Linked DNA regions of Anas platyrhynchos: region 1 is linked to region 2. A link is a contact called in public Hi-C data. All regions are on one chromosome and are shown on one strand. Each heading gives the region's core, a stretch centred on a gene start, on an enhancer-like site or on the middle of the called end of the contact. The rest is flanking DNA. Distances are from core to core; before and after follow the strand shown.

What was found. Hi-C and Micro-C count contacts between places; a contact is called where the count stands out from the background.
Region 1: a Hi-C map of liver shows a contact between it and region 2, with 2.5 times the contacts expected there. The contact joins the enhancer-like site here to the promoter of NIPAL2 in region 2. A contact is called at or near these places in 3 of 8 Hi-C or Micro-C datasets (F5 follicle, liver and subcutaneous adipose tissue).

What each region holds. Positions count from the first base shown.
Region 1 is chr2:22,920,552-22,924,128 of IASCAAS_PekinDuck_T2T, forward strand. NIPAL2 (NIPA like domain containing 2) reads left to right here. Exons shown (of 12, transcript XR_011807405.1): 11 at 863-937; 12 at 1,143-1,275. POP1 (POP1 homolog, ribonuclease P/MRP subunit) reads right to left here. Exons shown (of 15, transcript XM_027452507.3): 15 at 1,619-3,577. Among named protein-coding and RNA genes, the nearest start is that of POP1, 25 kb to the right of the region's middle. Within about 2 kb of position 2,075, at least 3 of the 8 cell types and tissues checked have an H3K27ac peak or open chromatin away from gene starts, as enhancers often do.
Region 2 is chr2:22,853,281-22,856,347 of IASCAAS_PekinDuck_T2T, forward strand. NIPAL2 (NIPA like domain containing 2) reads left to right here and starts at 1,275. Exons shown (of 12, transcript XR_011807405.1): 1 at 1,275-1,644.

The sequences.
Region 1 (3,577 bases), core at 825-3,324, 68 kb after region 2:
TTTCGCTTCATGCTTTTAATAAAAGACAGAAGAAGGGGAAAGAGAGGGGAAGAGGAAGGGAAAAGGGAAAGAAGGAGAGTGAAGGAAGGGCATTTCTGGTATTACCCAGTGAGACAAAAGAACAAAACTAGAAATTAACAGAAATAATGTGAGAAAGAGTCCCAACGGGCACAGTGGCTTATGGATGCGTGAGCCCTCCAACCCATCACAACTGTTGCATTGTTTTTAAAATAAAGCAGTTTGTGGGCTAAAAAATAGGATGCTGAAAAAAGGACTGAGCTGAAAGAAATGGCCTTTCTCATCACGCCTATTATTTGAGCTTCTTGACATCAACTGAAATAATGAATTACACCATCCTCTCTAGAAATCACAGCAAATCCTCACATATTTGGATCATGAAATTTCATTCAGACTGCTCTTTCAGTCTCTGCTTTATTCTTGCTCTGTCCTGGCCATCTTTTGATTTCTGTTTGTTGAGAACCTGGCTTAGCCGTGCAAGGCTGCCACATTAGCAGTGCTGCAGTGAGCCCATGAATCAAAAGACAGCTAGAATGGGTCAGGCGAGCTGATGATAGTACAAGCTTTGCATGTCTTAAGAGTATCCTAATTTTATTTTTTTTTTTAATCATTATTTTGTATAGGCGTTCTTCATTCTACAAAATGTACTGTTTTTCTTCAAGACAAGGCCCGATGCAATAAATGAAAGCTGTGTTTTGTCTATCCTATTTGTCACCCTGCTTTCTTTACAAACTACCTTGAACTTGTTAATCTTATTTTGTCCAGGGACAAGTAGGTTCTGACTTTCAAAGCTGCCACAAAATGGCTTCAGCACGTCTCATTTCAGTTTTCAATCCTCTTGCAGGGATTTGATGAGACCCACGTTCCCGAAGAAGAGTTTTAGTACAGCTGAGTTGGATTTGCAAGAGGTAAACTGCAGGTACTGTTCGGATTGCTGACCTCTGGGAAGAGCATTTAGAAGCAGGGGACTGTGGGGCTTTGCCTTTTCTTTTTTTTTAAACATTTTATTTTGGGGAAATAAAACAAAGCAATTGCTTTTCCGCTTTTCTCAGTCTTAGCACTTCAGCCATGTGCCTCTGGTAGTTTATCTCCCCCCAGCTCTGTTCCTTCTACCTACCTCACAGGAACACGTGAGCGGATCACGTTTGACATGTCTGGCTCTTCCAGACTTGGAGCACTGAAAGCAAACCGTGCTGCTGCATCTGACTACCCTCTGTGCGTGTGTGTGCCACGAGCCCCCAGGGCTTACACCTCCATCATGTCACCCTGCCGATTATTTTCCCAGCTTGGTTTCAGCAACCCCAGCTGCCTTTCTGCCAGGTAACTTCTTCCAGTCCTTACACGCTGCTAAACAAACCCATTGCCCTGGACCTGCTCTGAACTTCCTTAACAAACACACGGTGGGCTGGCAGCGGTCCCACAGCACCTCATTCCCCTCAGTAATCACCGCTCTCCTTTGCAGCCTCATTTTCTGGATCTGCAGTGGCGAGGTATGCGCATCTCAGAGTCGCAAGGCACTCAGCTTGGTGGGTCCATTAGTCCCTGCCGGCTCTCTTCGTGTACCGGGCAACTACCCTGGTCCAGGCTGTGAGAAAACCCTTTGCCAGGTGAATCTCGAGCACAGTATTTGTTCAGATGCTCTAGGGGAGCGGTATGCAAAGCTACACAACCAGGCAGTAGCAGTCAAGCTCTTCAGTGCTACAGATAACGCCAGAATTGCCTTCTGTGCTTCCCCTCGGCTTCCAAAAGCTCTTGGAAGCCAGGAATGAGAGCTCGGGGTTTGTGCTGGCATCCATTTTGAGAGAGTTATCTGGAGAACAGCATGGGAGCCGGACAGTTTATGAGTTTGTTGTGTTTTTTTTTCACTGGGTTTGAGTTTCCTGGGTTCCCGAAAATGCCTGTGTATCAGAGCTCATGGGAGCCGATCCAGATGCTCTGGGGCAATTAACCAAAGGGTAGTAACTGCAACGAGATACAGCCTAAGAACAGATGTGTGCCACAACCTACACCTGATTCAACATGATGAACACAGACGTAGTGTCCAGCTGACAAAGAGATAACACAGGCTTAATTATCCACAGTTTGATTATCCAGTGTTGACACGGTTTTTATGACTAAGTCACCCTTGAGACACTCCGAATCTGGAAATCCCAACCACAGATAAAAATTTCCTTGCAGCTACATAAAGTCACAGTGTTTTTCTGACAAACTTTGGCTGCGAGTTTTGAGCATTTTTAACTTATCGGGCTCGCAGAGCATTTTACAAGGAGAGTGAAGTCTTGAGGCATAAATCATCGACTTAAAGGAAAACAACTGTGTAACAATATTACAAGATATACAGAACAGGATGCACTTGGATTCCAGTTTCTGTTCATTGGCTCAGCAGAGAGGAGGATCATAAATCAGAAAGAGAGAATGGAAATCAAAGAAAAGTAACAGGAAGTGTCAAAATGAAAACCTGGCAGAAATTACCAATAGGAGGAAAAGAAAAAAGACTCCAGATGTTTAAAAGAAAAAAGAAAAAAAAAAAAGATTCAGTGAACAAAAGATCTACAAGCAGAAAAGAAGCAAAAATGATAGCTTGGGTGGGGGGCTTCTCCTCATTCTTTCTCACGTACAAGTGAGGTCTAGGGAGGCAAGAAAATATGTATCTGAGGAGATGGGGGAGGCAAGGGGGGAAATAGCCATATAAACATCACCTCCCCTCCTTTCTTCCCATGAAGCACAGCTCTGGAAACTCTGATCCTAGAAATATTTCAATTGAGCTCACAATTCAAAAGGTTCATTAAATCCAGGATTATTACCATGAGAGAACTTGATCAGAGCAGCCAGACTGTAATGTTTAAGGGGTTCTTTATTTCCACATACCTACGTGCTGCGGAGCTCGGAGTCACATGGCGAGCATGTGAAGCCCGGACCCGCAGAGCCCCAAGCCTTTTCCTCTGGGGCCATCTACCGGCAAAGCAAAGCAAAACGGTGCTGGACCAGCTTCTCGGCGTGTTCCTGCCATGGTCACTTCATCAGGTGCACTAAGGGAGGGTGCTCATAGAGTTAAGGTACTCTAAAGCCTTCCTCCAACAAAAAACTCCACCCTAGACTAATTTATTCACCTCAGACTCTTTCAAACGAAGCTGTGAGCGTAGGAGCTAAGTTACAGGCTGATACTTAGAGAGACAAAAGCGTTAACTGATCCGTATTTAGTTTTTCAAAGAACCAAGCTGAACAGAAGATTCCTGAATCACAAATCGGTTACATTTTTATTTGTCATGATCATTTCAGGGTAAACGTTACCAACTGGTATATATTTGTATCATGCTTCTACTAAACTACAATGTATTACTGTAAACTCATTATTAAGCTGCTTAACTCAAGAAGGGCTGGAAGTTTAAGGCTATCATTAGACAAAGAAAAAAAGTCCAACCCACAACAAACCCAACTAACTAGCCCCCCTTCCCCAGCCAAATCAAATACCTTCCTCCCCTTACCCGCCCCCTGCACACTTTACAGGTTTAATGACTGTTTGACCAACATCCATAAACCCTATTGTAAAATGAGGAAA
Region 2 (3,067 bases), core at 25-2,524:
AACACTGTAAAAATAGTCTGCAGCAATTTACATAGCCATGAAATATTGGAGCTTTTTTTTTTTTTTTTTTTCAGTATACCTATGTATATGTGGCTTCAGCTAGCTCCAGTATTTACAGAGGACTCACTGGAGTTGTGATCAGAGAAACTGGTACTTCAAGTTGGACCACACACACGAACAAAACATTTCTTGTTATAAGGCAAAGTTTCCTATTTTGGGGTGTTATATCATCATCTGACTGAAGATGACTGACCTTGCCACCTCAGCCTCTCCCATATCCCAGTTCACCTCTGGCTGAATCCAAATAACATCCCTGTAGCTAACACAGGTATTGTTTATATAGCAAAGCAGGAGAGCGTTGATTTAACTTCAGTTTCTTTCCTGTAATTACATGTTCCTTCCATTTTCAAATAAATTAATCATACTGAGAGTCTGTATCCTCATTTGTCTCTCTGCAGTCAACTTTGCTGCTGCTTATGTCCATTAGGTATAATACCTCCTTGTCTGCTGGAAGCTCACTCCCCAGCCTCCTCTGCTGCTTGCTGTCTTGTTCTCTTCTCTCCTCATGCATCTCGCTGATGGTAGGACCATCAGGCACACTGGAACCAAGAATCAATCCAATTTCTTCTACCTAACAGCAGGACAAAACTGTCTGCTGTAGCAGGTGGTACAAGAACTGCCCCCCAAGCCTCGTCTCTTACAGAAATTTTCAGGGCTTTGGACATTTTCAAGTCCAGCTGACCAACATCCCAGTGCTTCAGATAGAAGGTAGAGGATCACATGAGCTCTCTAGATAAACAAGAAGTTATCCTGTCCAGAGCCTGAAGATGTGATGGCTTAATTTTTGCTTTCTGTGTTTCTTTAGAAGCCCATTTCTGTCCCCCAGTGTAACTCAGCCAAGCTCCTATCTGACTAGCTCCTAATCTCCCATTTAAGGAGCTTTTCTGGTTGTTTTCCTCAGGAGAGCTTAAGTGATTAAATCAAAACTAACTGAATGAATGGATAAAGCCACAGATTGAAAACAAACCCATTGCCTGAAATCTCTGCAAAGAAGCTATTCAGGAAATGTCTACGAGCAAAGAATGCATGACAGAAATAAGAATTTATGCAAGTGACTATATGAATATGGAAACAACAACTTCCAGCTCTGGTAAGCTATCTGTGAGGAGTGAACAATTTGGTCATGAAATTTAGGCATTGATTTGAAGGAGTTAAATTCCCAGGCTGCCTTTTAAGAGCAGGGTGGGGCATTGGGGAAGTCAGAGAGGGAGGAAAATAAATAAAATAAATTAAAAAAAAAAAAGAAAAAAGGCACCTGAATGCCCTGGGAAGGAGCAGCAAAACCTGCTGACCAATTCCCCTTCCTCTCCTACGCACCCTGATGTAAATCTTCCCCAGCTGAGGGTCTCCTGTTGCCCTCGGTCACGCTGCGTGCCCCTGGGTGCAGGGTGACCCACAGGCACAGCCTTACCCACACCAGGAAGCGAGTGCCACGTCCTCGTCCTGCTCGCCTCTGCTGCCGGCCACCTGTCCCCGCTGGCGTGACAGGGGGCTGAGGGCAGGGACATGGGCATCCTCCCCGTTTCGGAGCAAAATGTGTTCTTTGAGGGGCCCCTCTCCGGCCCCTGGTACAGCAAGCACAAGGTAAGTGCCCTGCAGCACCAGGAGGAACAAGTGGGCTCAGGGAGAGCAGGGAAATCATTTCAGCTTCTCCCTACAGTCCTCTGAAGAGCCCCTCCCAGCACCCCTTTGCTGCTGGCACCTGCTCCTTCTTCATCCCAGGCCTCCTTGGCTTTCCCCTGCAAACAGCCGTGTCCGAGCACTAACAGGGCCGGGAGCTGTGCTGCTCTGTGCTACAGCATCTCTGGTGTCTGCCAGCAGCGTTTCTGTAGTTGTCAGTGCTGACAATGTATTTGGTATTTGGGCGATGGCAAAGCAGAGACTGAAGCAGCCTCCGAGAACTAGCAAGTTGAAGCATCTGCTAACAATAAAAATGAATTGGAGGCTGATTAAACCCTTTACCTCTTCCCTGCTTTTTTTGCTTCACAAAGTAGGAGGCATGGCAGGATACTCAACATTCTTGTTCTCTGCAGCACAAGAAGCAAACCACTTTTTTATGATGCAAAGTATTGGCATAAATTGTGCATAAAATGGCTTGCGAGTAACTGCTCTCCTTTCTCTGCGAGCAGCCCAGTAGCAGGTCATAACTCAGGGAGGGTCCCCAAAACCTTCCCCTCTGGACTCTGCATGTGCTACTGGCAGGATATCCAGGTGGCAGGAGGCATTTCTCAGCCTCAGAGGAAAGGAAAACTGAATTCCTGTGCCTAAGCCCCTGGAGCTGCAGCACTCCTGCCTGATGGCTGATGGGGATGCTTCTGGGAACCAGAGCTCTTATGGAGGCAAGAATTAGAGCCAGGGGGTTAGTGAAGGTTTGAGAATTAGGGCCCTGTGTCTGGGAGTGCTTGCAGAGCTGATGGGGAGCCTGGTGACGTGGGTCCCTTGTCATTGAGACACCTTCCTGCACATAAAGATGGGGTTATAGCTTTTCTTGCAAAACATCCTAGCCCTGCTCTGCATTTTGGGATGATTGAGTGAGGATTGCTACTTTTAAAGCATAGTAGTTTTCTGGTTCTGGTTTTCTGTGCTTCCATTTACTTGCAGAATTGAGGTTTTGGAGTAGGCAAAGGGTAACTGCAGGCCGTATATTGCTGCCAACCTTTATCTTCCCAAGAGTTAGCTTCTTCTCTGCACTCTCATTTTCACATTTTATGTATTTGGATATATCAGAAACCATTTCTTTCCTCCGCTCCTAGCAAATGGACTGTCCTGGCTGTGTTTGTGGTTTGAGCCCAGTTTCAGGTCTGCAGGTAGAGGCTCTCTGTGTCCTTTCCCCTGTTCCTGTGGCTGTTTTGTCCACTTGGTTTGGTTTTGAAGGGGAGCTGTTTGTTTTCTGTGCCATGTGGACATCAGGAACATCCACGCGGGCCTAGCAGTTCTAACACGTTAGGGAAGTCCATGGCACTACAGTCAGCCCTAAATGATGGCTGTAAACATGCAGCTCCCTGGA